2 separate regions of the Mus musculus genome follow, and region 1 is linked to region 2. A link is a contact called in public HiCAR-type data. All regions are on one chromosome and are shown on one strand. Each heading gives the region's core, a stretch centred on a gene start, on an enhancer-like site or on the middle of the called end of the contact. The rest is flanking DNA. Distances are from core to core; before and after follow the strand shown.

Region 1 (5,010 bases), core at 2,215-4,714, 230 kb before region 2:
ATCTCTGTAGTCAGACTCCCAGTTTTGAATCTTACTCACCTCCACTTAATAGTTCCTTAAGCCTAGACTTATGCATGTGAGCTCTTTGTGCTTTGTGGTAATAGCAGTGGTTCTCATACCACGTGACCACGGGGAGGATTAACACATGTAGGGAGAGAAGAATCCAATAGGGATGTTCACTGAATATTGGCTGTATTTAACCATAGTTAAGCCATTAGCGGATAGTTTGGGGGCAAGGACTGTGGACTTGTGAAATAGGTAAAGACATTAAATTAGTGGGAAGCATTGAGGTATACACAAGGGGCAGATTTCAGCAATAAGGCAAGGAGACAAGAGGTTGGTGTCCATGCACACAAGTTGCAGGGGATTAGAATGTAGGAACATAAAGGCATCACATTTTCTTCCTCGGGATTTTAATTTTTTTTTTTTTTAAATAGCCAGGAGTGTTCAGGAAAGTTAGCCAACTGCTACAATCCAGCATCATTTGTTGCTTGCAAGTGCCCTGGGGACTAGAGGCAAACCACAGCATGCTCTCCTTCCCAAGGAAGTGGTTTGGCAGGGTAATGAAATAGAGACTCCAATTATTTTATTTGTATGTTAAACGAAAGGAAAGATTGGGTCCAGAATTGGAAAGCTTGAGGGCATGCATTTCAGAAACCCAGAGTGATGCATGGCTTTCTCTACGGCAGTGTAAGCACTCGCTATTCGCAACTGCAACCTGTAGCAGAGCATCCTCACTGAATGCTGCCTACCATGTTTGCTGCCCTTTTCCATGTATTGGCATTCATGTACCTGAAATTCACCTTTGGATATTTTCATTTGCATGTGGCATACAGATGTATAAAGAAGTCAAGAGGGCTGGCTCTTAGGAGTCTCTTAACCAATTAACTGGCTCCCTAGCCCAGCTCTGGTCAGGGTAAAGTTGGTGTCTAAACAAATGCCTAAACCTTGGCCAAATGGTCCTGGGCCTAAAGTGATAAGATCCAGGGACACACGATGGAAGTCTTTGATTGTTTCTTTTCATTGTCTTCATCCCAAAAATGTGGATTCCTGCTTGGCCTTAGGACTGTAGAAGGCCAATTTGAGATCCGTCAGACTTGAGCACCCCGCAAACAGCTACCAGGAGCCAAGCCACTGGCCTGAGGAAGGAAATTAGCATTTATCGCATCTTAGTAAAAATGATGTGGCCCAGTTAAATTAGATTTCCTTTCATTTACAATAGACTTAAAATCCTATTTAGCTATAATCCAGCCAGTGTAAAACCTGTTATGAGGATCCCAATTTTCCGAGATATTGAAGCTTTTTACTCCTATCAGAGCATCTTGATTCTATCAATTTTCATCCATCATTAAATTTCTTATGACTGAGAATGCCAGGGGCGACCCTACCTTTCCAATCGGCTGCTGCATTCAGCAGTAACTGGACTGAGATCGGAAACATTTATTTTATGCAATGCCTTCTCTGCTCTTTTCCACTATTTTAAACACTACTGTGGGTCACACTGGAAATCCTGCTCCGATTCTATCTGTAATCAAGCAGGAAATGGTTTTATTTTATTTTAAACTAATATCAAGCCTAAGTAGACAGCGTTGTTTCATATAGGAGGATTGAATGGCCCAATCTGCCATTGCTTTAAACTTATGGTTTGCAGATCTTATCACTGTCCCCATACATTTGCAGTATTGTACATTTACAATTTCCCAGTTCTTTTCTCTATGTAAATGGATATTTGTCTCACTTAGGAGTCTCTGAAGCCTTTGCACAGGTGATGTTTTTTCGTCATGGGAGTACCTGTGAATACTTGTTTCTTGTGTGTCTGTCCACAACAATATGGCATTCTTGACTTAATTCTTCAATGTGAGTCTTGCTACCCCCATTCAAAGTAGGTACTTCATGGAGATAGAGATTATGGCTCAAGCTACTCATTAGAATATCTGCCGATTGAACCAACAGGCGGAAGCCTGGCATACGCAAGAGCCTAAGCTTTGCTTGGTTGCCAATTTAGGGACCTTCCAACATCATTGAGTGACTCAAAGGAGCATCTTTCGACCACTTGGACCCCCTAATTCCCTCTAGGCAATCGCTCTTCCAGAATGCCATCCCTAGGTTCATTAGCTTCAGATGTGAGGCAATATATTATCAGGGACTTGGGAGAAGATGTCGAGATTGGGAGGACAAAGCAAGGGCAGTTGGGTGTGGATCTATGGTGAGGGCTATTGTTTCCAAGGGTTTGTGACTTTATTGTGTAGCAGGGTCTGAGTCTGTCTTGAGCACCTGCTCTTCTCTTTCTCCACCTCCCCCACATCCTTGTACAATGGCTATTTAATAGCTTACGGTGGACTAGCTGCCCAGAGATGGGGGGCATGTGGTTTCCTTTACTAGGAACATTCACACTCTGGTTCTGTGCAGGGCACATGGTGGGAGGTTCAGTTCTGGTGATCCTGGTTTTGGTGGTCCGTGTCTGGGGAGAGCCTGGGAGATGGGGTAACACTATTGAAGAAAGGTGACTAAGCATGTGCCTTGAGTTCTATACACTCTGTTGAAGGGTCTGGAGTTTGGGGACAGACTTATCTGCGAGGGCATCTACACTTGAGTTACTGATACGTCTTTCTGAAAGAACTAAATCTTGAATCCAATCTCACTGGCTGTGGCTAATCAAGAGCCCGTGAAGAGGGAATCTGTGTGGCCCAGGAAGAGGTAGGAGAGGGACTCCAGGAAAACCAGAGAAGGCTTCTAAACAAAATGGAGTTTTATTAATCAGTGAACTTTCTGGAAAATAGTAGAAATTATCTTCCCTTGTGGGGACAGAGGTGCTGAGCAAAGCAAGGGAGAGTGAGCGAGGTTTCTAGACGTTGAAGAGACAGATAGATGCATGGAAGACGCAACGAGCCACTTCCCATTGCCACCTCGGTCAGGAGCATCTGTTACTGAGCCTGGAAGAACTGTGCAGGCTCCCAGAAAGTGGGCCTTCGGTGCTTTCTTATGTCTTTCTTTGTTTTGTTTTCCAAAGTGGGGTTTTGAAATGGCCTACAGGTGAGGACTTTCTGGAGAAGGGAACTTCTCTGGCTCCCCCTGGCGTCACTCGACTTGTACTGAAGGGAAACATTTGGAAAGGGAAACTAGCTGCATCCCAGGAAGCCCTCCAGATTTCCTCGGTGTTGTGACTGAGGAATGCGAGCATCTGTGACTGCAGCCATTTTTCAAAGAGCCTTTTATTTTCTGCCAGTACCATGCCATCCTTCCTGCCCCAAGTGGGTGCTCTGCTGGATGACACGCAGGATTCAGAACAAGCAGGTAAGAAGGAACGACCTAGAGACAGTCCCTACCTAAGCTAGACTCAAGTTCCCTCTTGTTCTCCCTGTCTGCTGACATCCTGTGTCTTTCTAGGACACTTACCACCTCGACTTGTAGCAACTGTTCTCCAATGTTGTCTATAAAAGTGCTATCATCAGCATGAACACCAGAGGGCAGAAGAGTGCCTTAGGACAGCTTTACTGTTCTGAGGCCCTTGATGACCGTGGCTGTGAAAGGGTAGGAAGGCTCCTTCCAGTTTCCTGAAACTGGAGTTACAGACAGTTGTTAAGTCAGGACTGGAAGACAGGCTATCAGAGAAGACTAGCTCTTGTCACTCAAGCCCCTTTTCTTATGAGCACTCTAGTGCTTGTAGGAATTGGCTCCCCAAACTCTGAAGTGCATATTCAGGTGAATGTGAGCATAAACCAATGCCTTTGTTGAGTGCTATTGTGGCTGCAGCGGTCTGCACCACGTTCATTACGAATGTGAGGATCTTAGACCACAGGGACGGACCATCTCTCTTTTCCTAGGGCAAGGGGCCAGAGGAAGTCAAACTGACCTCTACAGGTCAAAGGAGCTCTCTGTCAAGCTCAAGGGTAGATTCTCCCCGTGGCCCAGATACTGCACACTTGAGTTTTGCACCTCTCTGAGGCTCTCTTGTAGCACAGGGGTGCCGCTGCAAATGCAGGCCAGCACTGACATATGCAGGATCTGAAACCATAGGTCAAGATTTCACATATGCTTCCCTGGAGCAAAGAAATCCCAGGTCTGCACAAAGCTCTCCTTCCATTTTCACTGCGAGCCTGTCAGGTACTTACAAATGGCGAGTCGGAGCCCTAGCACTGGGATTAACAGTGTGGAGACCAACAAAAGAGCCATGGCTGATTTACCCTCCTGCAGGGACCCACACTGTACAGCCTTGGGGGACATACAAGGGCTCAGTGACCATCTCACAGGATCTTCAGCAGAGTGTAGTAACCCAGGATATTTTGCACAGTGCTTGGCAGTGTAGAAAGCCTTTCAGCTCTCAGGGCTAGTCACACAGCTCATCAGTTCACAGCACAGAGGGTCTTGCAGAGGACCTGGGTGTGAATCTGAGCACCCACACGGCATCTCACAACTGTCTACAATTCCACTTTCAGGGGCTCTGATGCCCCGGTCTGGCCTCTGCAGCCACAAGGGACGTGGTACCCATACATACACACAGGCAAAATGCTCATACCCATGAAACAAAACTTAAACAAAAAGGAAATGGCAGATACTATGACTGTATGACTTGAATCATGAAGACCGGGTGAGTCTAGCCTTTCCCATGGGCCATGAAGCCAGAGGATAGTGGAGAGGACAAACAGGGAGGACTGGCGCCATGGACCTTGTCCCAATTACCCTACTGCCAGGCTTACTATAAAGATGAGTTTCCCTAGTTCTGAATGAAGGCTGCCTCAGATTACACTGTGTGTTACACTGGGTCCTGGACGAAAGCCAGCAAGACACAATGAAGGATGTTTCCCTTTGTGTCCACAGCTGCTTTCTAGCTACAATGGCCCTTTGTTGTGCCAGACCACAATAGAAGAGAAATGGTGCTCACTGGCGATTGATTCACATTCCTGTGCTGGACTCAGGCCTTGCTCTGTCAGGGGCATCTAAGGTTTCAGAGCCTTGAGTAGTAAATTAGGTATTATGAACTGATAGGCAGATAATTGGCTTTAATTTTTT
Region 2 (4,961 bases), core at 1,963-4,462:
AGATTTCCCTGTTCCAATGACAGCTTCATGGCTCTCTCCCTTTCCTCTCATGCAATCAAGGGTAGCTTACTTGGCCTCTGTGTGGGCAGATAACATCCCTAAAAAGAAAAAGAAAAATACTTGATTCTGGGTCTTGTTGGGAGAAAATTAAGTGAGTTGATACATAAACCAGGTCTCAAAAGACTGCCGGGTATAAAGAAATGGCTGTTGCTCCCGGCATGCTCCATAATAAGTATCTTTGTTACTATTGTGTACCATGTGCTCATTGGATCAGTTTCTTCTCCTGTTTCTGTGAAAAGGTATCCTAACAAAAGCACTGTAATCAAGAAAGAGTTTATTTGGGCTCAGGGTTCAAGGGTATAGTTCATGCTGGCAGTGATTTGAGGAGCTTGGGGACCCAGCTGCCCACCATCTGAAGTCAGGAAGCAAGGAGTGAGAGATACTGGGACTCAGTTAAGTTTCTGCTTTTGTTTCAGTAATGCCATGGCACAGTTTCACCCACATTTAGGGTCAATCTCATATGAAAATGAATATAATCTGGCTAGTCCCTCCAGGATGCACCCAGAAGCTTGTCTCTTCAGTGATTCTGGATCCTATCAGGATCACAATATCACTCATTACTGTTATGGACTATTTACTGCTTACAAGGTGCAAGGAGTAACAAGATGCAGTTTGTTTCCAAGGATATAAATATATATGTCTGCATATGTGCCACGCACACATATATGCATATATATGTATGTATACACATGTACAATTCCTTTTCTTTAGAGAGAGAGAATGAGAGAAAGAGAGAGAGCAATCTCATGCGGGTGTGCTATAAGCTTTAAAGAGATTAAGGCAGGTGCTGAAAGAGCCTAGAGGAAAGAGCAGATTTTCTGAGGCTCAGGATGTGCCCTTAGACAGGAAGGGGGTTAGAAACACATAGACAGTGAGGAATTTAGAAACAAAGTCTGAGGTGGAAGGAGAAAAGTCACTTCACGACTTTTTAATTTAAAGGGAGGTCATTGGTTCATATAATTTTCAGTTGCATGAGAGCTCCAAGATTCAATTCTTTGAAATGGCACTTCCATCCCTTGGTGAATATATGAGAATTCTGTAAATGTGTTGTTGCATCCAAAAAATTTTAGCTTCTGGGCATGGAGTTTATCCAGTATCCACAGCAACACAGATTCCTACTGGAAATTTGAATTAGAAAAACGCTGACACGTTAGAAAATATAATTTGTACTCAATGACTTGAAAAAAAATAGAAATACCCAGTAATTCTGCAGTTACTAAATGGGGCCTAATGGCACTTTCACTTTTTCATCTTGGCATTTCAAGGTTGTTCCTACCAAGCTCACCTGGGAAGAGGGGCTTTTAGTAAAAAGGCACGCTGGTGCTTCCTCTGATACCTCCATTGAAACTGGTGCTTTCAAATCATTTAGATACCTTAAGTGCTAGTGTTCTTATCAGCTAGGGGAGTGGCTTGCCAATTTCATTGTCTATAAGAATCATGTGGTGGCTTTGTACAGTAAATACAAATTCTAGGCGCAATGCCATTCAGTTGATCTCTGTGTGACAGGCCTCAGGAGTCAGGATAGGTGGTAACTCTGATGTAGAGGCATCTCCAAGGGACATGGCTGACACACTATGTGACTTGCTTCATTTTCTCTGTGACCAGAGTTAACCAGAGATTTTAAGCTGGGGAGTTCCTGTATCACGTTTTTCCTGATGGGACTGGCTGGAGTTTCAAAGAAATCAGCAAGGCAAATGTTATGGCGTTTGGTCCAGTACATTCATTAGGGGAGCCCACAAAGAGATTACAATAGCTGTCCTTGTGATAAACTTCAATAAGAGGGGAGATTCTAGGCAGGTAGCCCTCAATGAGGGTGTGGGTATGGAGTTAATATAAGGGATAAGAGAATTCATCTTAGGAAGGAAGCTTATTTCTGTAGCAATAGAGTTGGCTCCCCATAACCCATAATCTTTGTGGCAAAAGAGACCTAGACAAGCTAATTAGTACCTGATAATGTTTGAGGCCCCTCCATGGTCAATTCTGCACATTTCCATCTGGCTGAACTGTAGAGCAGTTAATAAGTTAGTGGATCGGGACCCAGAGAGAGGTTGGTATGTGGGGCCCTATTCACTGAGTGAAGAAGGTGGAGAGACACTGAGTAGTCTTTAAACCAGTATGTGTGTTCTAGAAGCAGTTTGCCTTTAAGTATTAAGGATAATCAGAAAATCAAATCTATTATACAAAGAAGACTCAGGAAGAAAAATGCAATTGAAGCTAATAATTCAGATTTGGAAACTGTACCTTGTTTATTAAGAACCTTCGAGGCCAATGTTTGGTCTTTGTTCTTTCTATCCAACTTCCCTCGCTGGGCATCCCTTAGGTGCTCTTGTCTTTCTGGGTGTCAGGAGATTCTCCATGTTGCTAACTTGCCCTCTGCATCCTCAACTCAGGGTGTCCTGGAGCTGAGACCTTCTGTCCTAGAAGGACCTCTCAGAGTGATCAGTTGTGAGATAAAATAATGTAACCATGGGAAAGCATATCAGGATTTGCTTAGTATAGGAGGTATATGTCAATTTGTGTAGTACTGTATAATTTAGAAAGGTCTGGAAATCATACTGCCCTATCTTTAATAACATAAGAGAAAACAGAGGTTAGAAGAAAAACTCCCATGTAGGTGGACTTTCGTGCTTCTTGTTAGGATTTAAGACAGACTGCGGATATAAAAATCCTGCTACGTCAGGTATGTATACAGCGTGCTGTGCTAAAGACAGCATGTTCTGCCTCAGAGCATCAGCTCCAGTGTGAGCTGGGACTTTGAAATGCATGCTAAACCTAGAGGTGATCAGCTATGTTTGAAACAAGAGATGTGGAGGATGACTTCTGTTTCATAGACTTCCCCTTTAATGATAACTCAATTAATTTTAATAGCAGTGCCTATGAATTGCCTTATAAAATGCTGTTCAAGGTGTCCTATAAAACCTACAGTTTAACAGACAATTTAGAGTGGTGAAAAATTCTAGAGTGAAATGCGATGTCATATTGGGATCTGAAAAAGATCCTGCACTGTTCCTTTCTGCAGCTGCAGAGCTCAGGGAAGAAAATCGGTTTTTAAAATGGTCCTTACAGAGGGTCCATGAAAAGGTCAGCCCAGAAGGAACTGAGAAAAAGGGTAAGACTTTCAAGTGAGAGAAAGGATAACCACTAGAGGGCAGACTAGAGCTTGATGGAAGACTGACTTTCTCCTGGAGGAGATGGACAAAGCCGCTGAGACCTGTCTACTTAAACTCTCTACAACGGCTTTCATTGAATACAGGAGGATGCACATATAATGCAATGTATATGAAATTCTGATGCACATCTCTACATAAAGGTATGGAGGTCCAAAACTGATGATAAGTGCATTCCTCAATCCCTTTCCCTTTATTTATGAGGCAGGGTCTCTTGCTAAACCTACTCAGTGCTGGCCAAATCCTGCCCTGCTTGTGGGACTCACTAGCTGTCTTTAAGGACCCACGTCGTGAGGATGACAGATGGCCATGACTTCTGGGGATCCAGACTCCTGTCCTCACACTGCGTACCAAGCACTTCTAATACTGACCCATTTCCCTTCCCCAGGCACACATTCTTGCATCTCCACACATATTCACTTTAGAAAATGTCCATGTAGAGGGACCCTTTATATTAAATTCGTATCATATTAAAATACCAGAATTGATATTTTGAAGCCCCAACACATGGTTGTTCTAAATGATGCTAATGGAAATGCATGTTATGAAAAGGTTATTTCCCATTGCAAACTTGCTTCACCGAAGTATTTTGCACATCTTGGGAGGGAGATAAACTATTACTGTAAGCTGTCAAGCTGGCTCGGCAGAACACAAGCAAGTGCTGCCTTAGCTGGTTAGCAAGACCAGAGTCTAGAGCCCTGTGAACTCCTTAGGCTATATCTCATCCAGTGGAATCCCACAGGGAGAGCAAGACTCTGCAGATGAAGTGCAACATAAAGATAGCCACATGAGGCTTCCCTCCCACCCCCACCCTGAATGATCCGGAGAATAAAACCTGAAAAGTACCACTACAGGCCAGTCTGGAGTTTCAAGATAATTCCTGCTTGCATATGTTCCTACACTCTGGCCTACCTCGATTTATCACCCCTGATTTTGCAAGTATATCCCTTCTTTCAAGCCAGTTTAAAACACGCTGAACTATTTTTCAGGTGGTCTCTCACTGTTTAAAAATCCTCCATTAGCTAGCATACTGAAGTGAACAATTCCATTGTCTACAGTTATGCATGATTTTCTGGTGGATCCAGATGTGAGACCCTGTTTTCTTAATGACACTGGAGGTGTCTGGAGCAACTCAACATTTGCTCTGTTGAGCTTAGTCAATCAGACACACAGTTCTTTAATAACTTGCTCTTTGGTCCTTATCATTCATCCAGGGACCAAAGTTTACTAGGCAAATCAATCGGGAGACAGTGGAGCAAAATGTTACAATAAAAATGCCATAGAATGAATGAAGGGGGCTGTGGAGTCCCATGCTCCTAACGTTTAACCAGAGGAGGACCTTTGGATAGGCCAATCTCTGTGGCTACCAATTTCCTTTCCTTTAAAATTAGAACAAGGCTTTCTCTGTCTAGTGTGAAAATTATGACAATAGAAATGATGGAGATTTCAAGAGAGCACACTGTTCTCTCAATGATGGGTACTGCTTCATCACTTGGTGATACAGAGAACAAGAAAACAAACTCTGATTGCACCCTCTGGACAGCAACACCAAGGAAAGAGAATCCACATCTGAATTCGCCAAAGGAGCACACATGTGCTCAAGGGCAACACAAGTGTTAACTGGGCAATGCCAGACTCAGGGGCTGTTCGATTTTTAGACAATGAAAAACAATGATAAAACAAGTTAGAAAATGTTGGTACTGAACCTGCAAGGGTAGCCAGAAAGAACATGTG

Evidence for each region. HiCAR-type assays count read pairs that join an accessible place to other places.
Region 1: a contact with region 2 is called in a HiCAR-type map of PVALB interneurons, with 5 times the contacts expected there. The contact joins two enhancer-like sites. A contact is called at or near these places in 18 of 484 Hi-C or Micro-C datasets (Sertoli cells, adipose-derived mesenchymal stem cells, cerebellar granule neurons and 11 more), 4 of 115 datasets of contacts at active chromatin or transcription factors (PVALB interneurons, astrocytes, differentiating embryonic stem cells and 1 more) and 1 of 9 other capture datasets (embryonic stem cells).

What each region holds. Positions count from the first base shown.
Region 1 is chr12:7,776,320-7,781,329 of GRCm38.p6, reverse strand. No RefSeq gene overlaps it. Among named protein-coding and RNA genes, the nearest start is that of Gm32828, 23 kb to the right of the region's middle. Within about 2 kb of position 3,464, at least 36 of the 459 cell types and tissues checked have an H3K27ac peak or open chromatin away from gene starts, as enhancers often do. A contact at or near this core is called in PVALB interneurons, where this site is marked.
Region 2 is chr12:7,542,037-7,546,997 of GRCm38.p6, reverse strand. The region is part of intron 3 of Gm32828 (a long non-coding RNA gene); the gene reads left to right. Among named protein-coding and RNA genes, the nearest start is that of 1700101O22Rik, 160 kb to the right of the region's middle. Within about 2 kb of position 3,212, at least 2 of the 459 cell types and tissues checked have an H3K27ac peak or open chromatin away from gene starts, as enhancers often do. A contact at or near this core is called in PVALB interneurons, where this site is marked.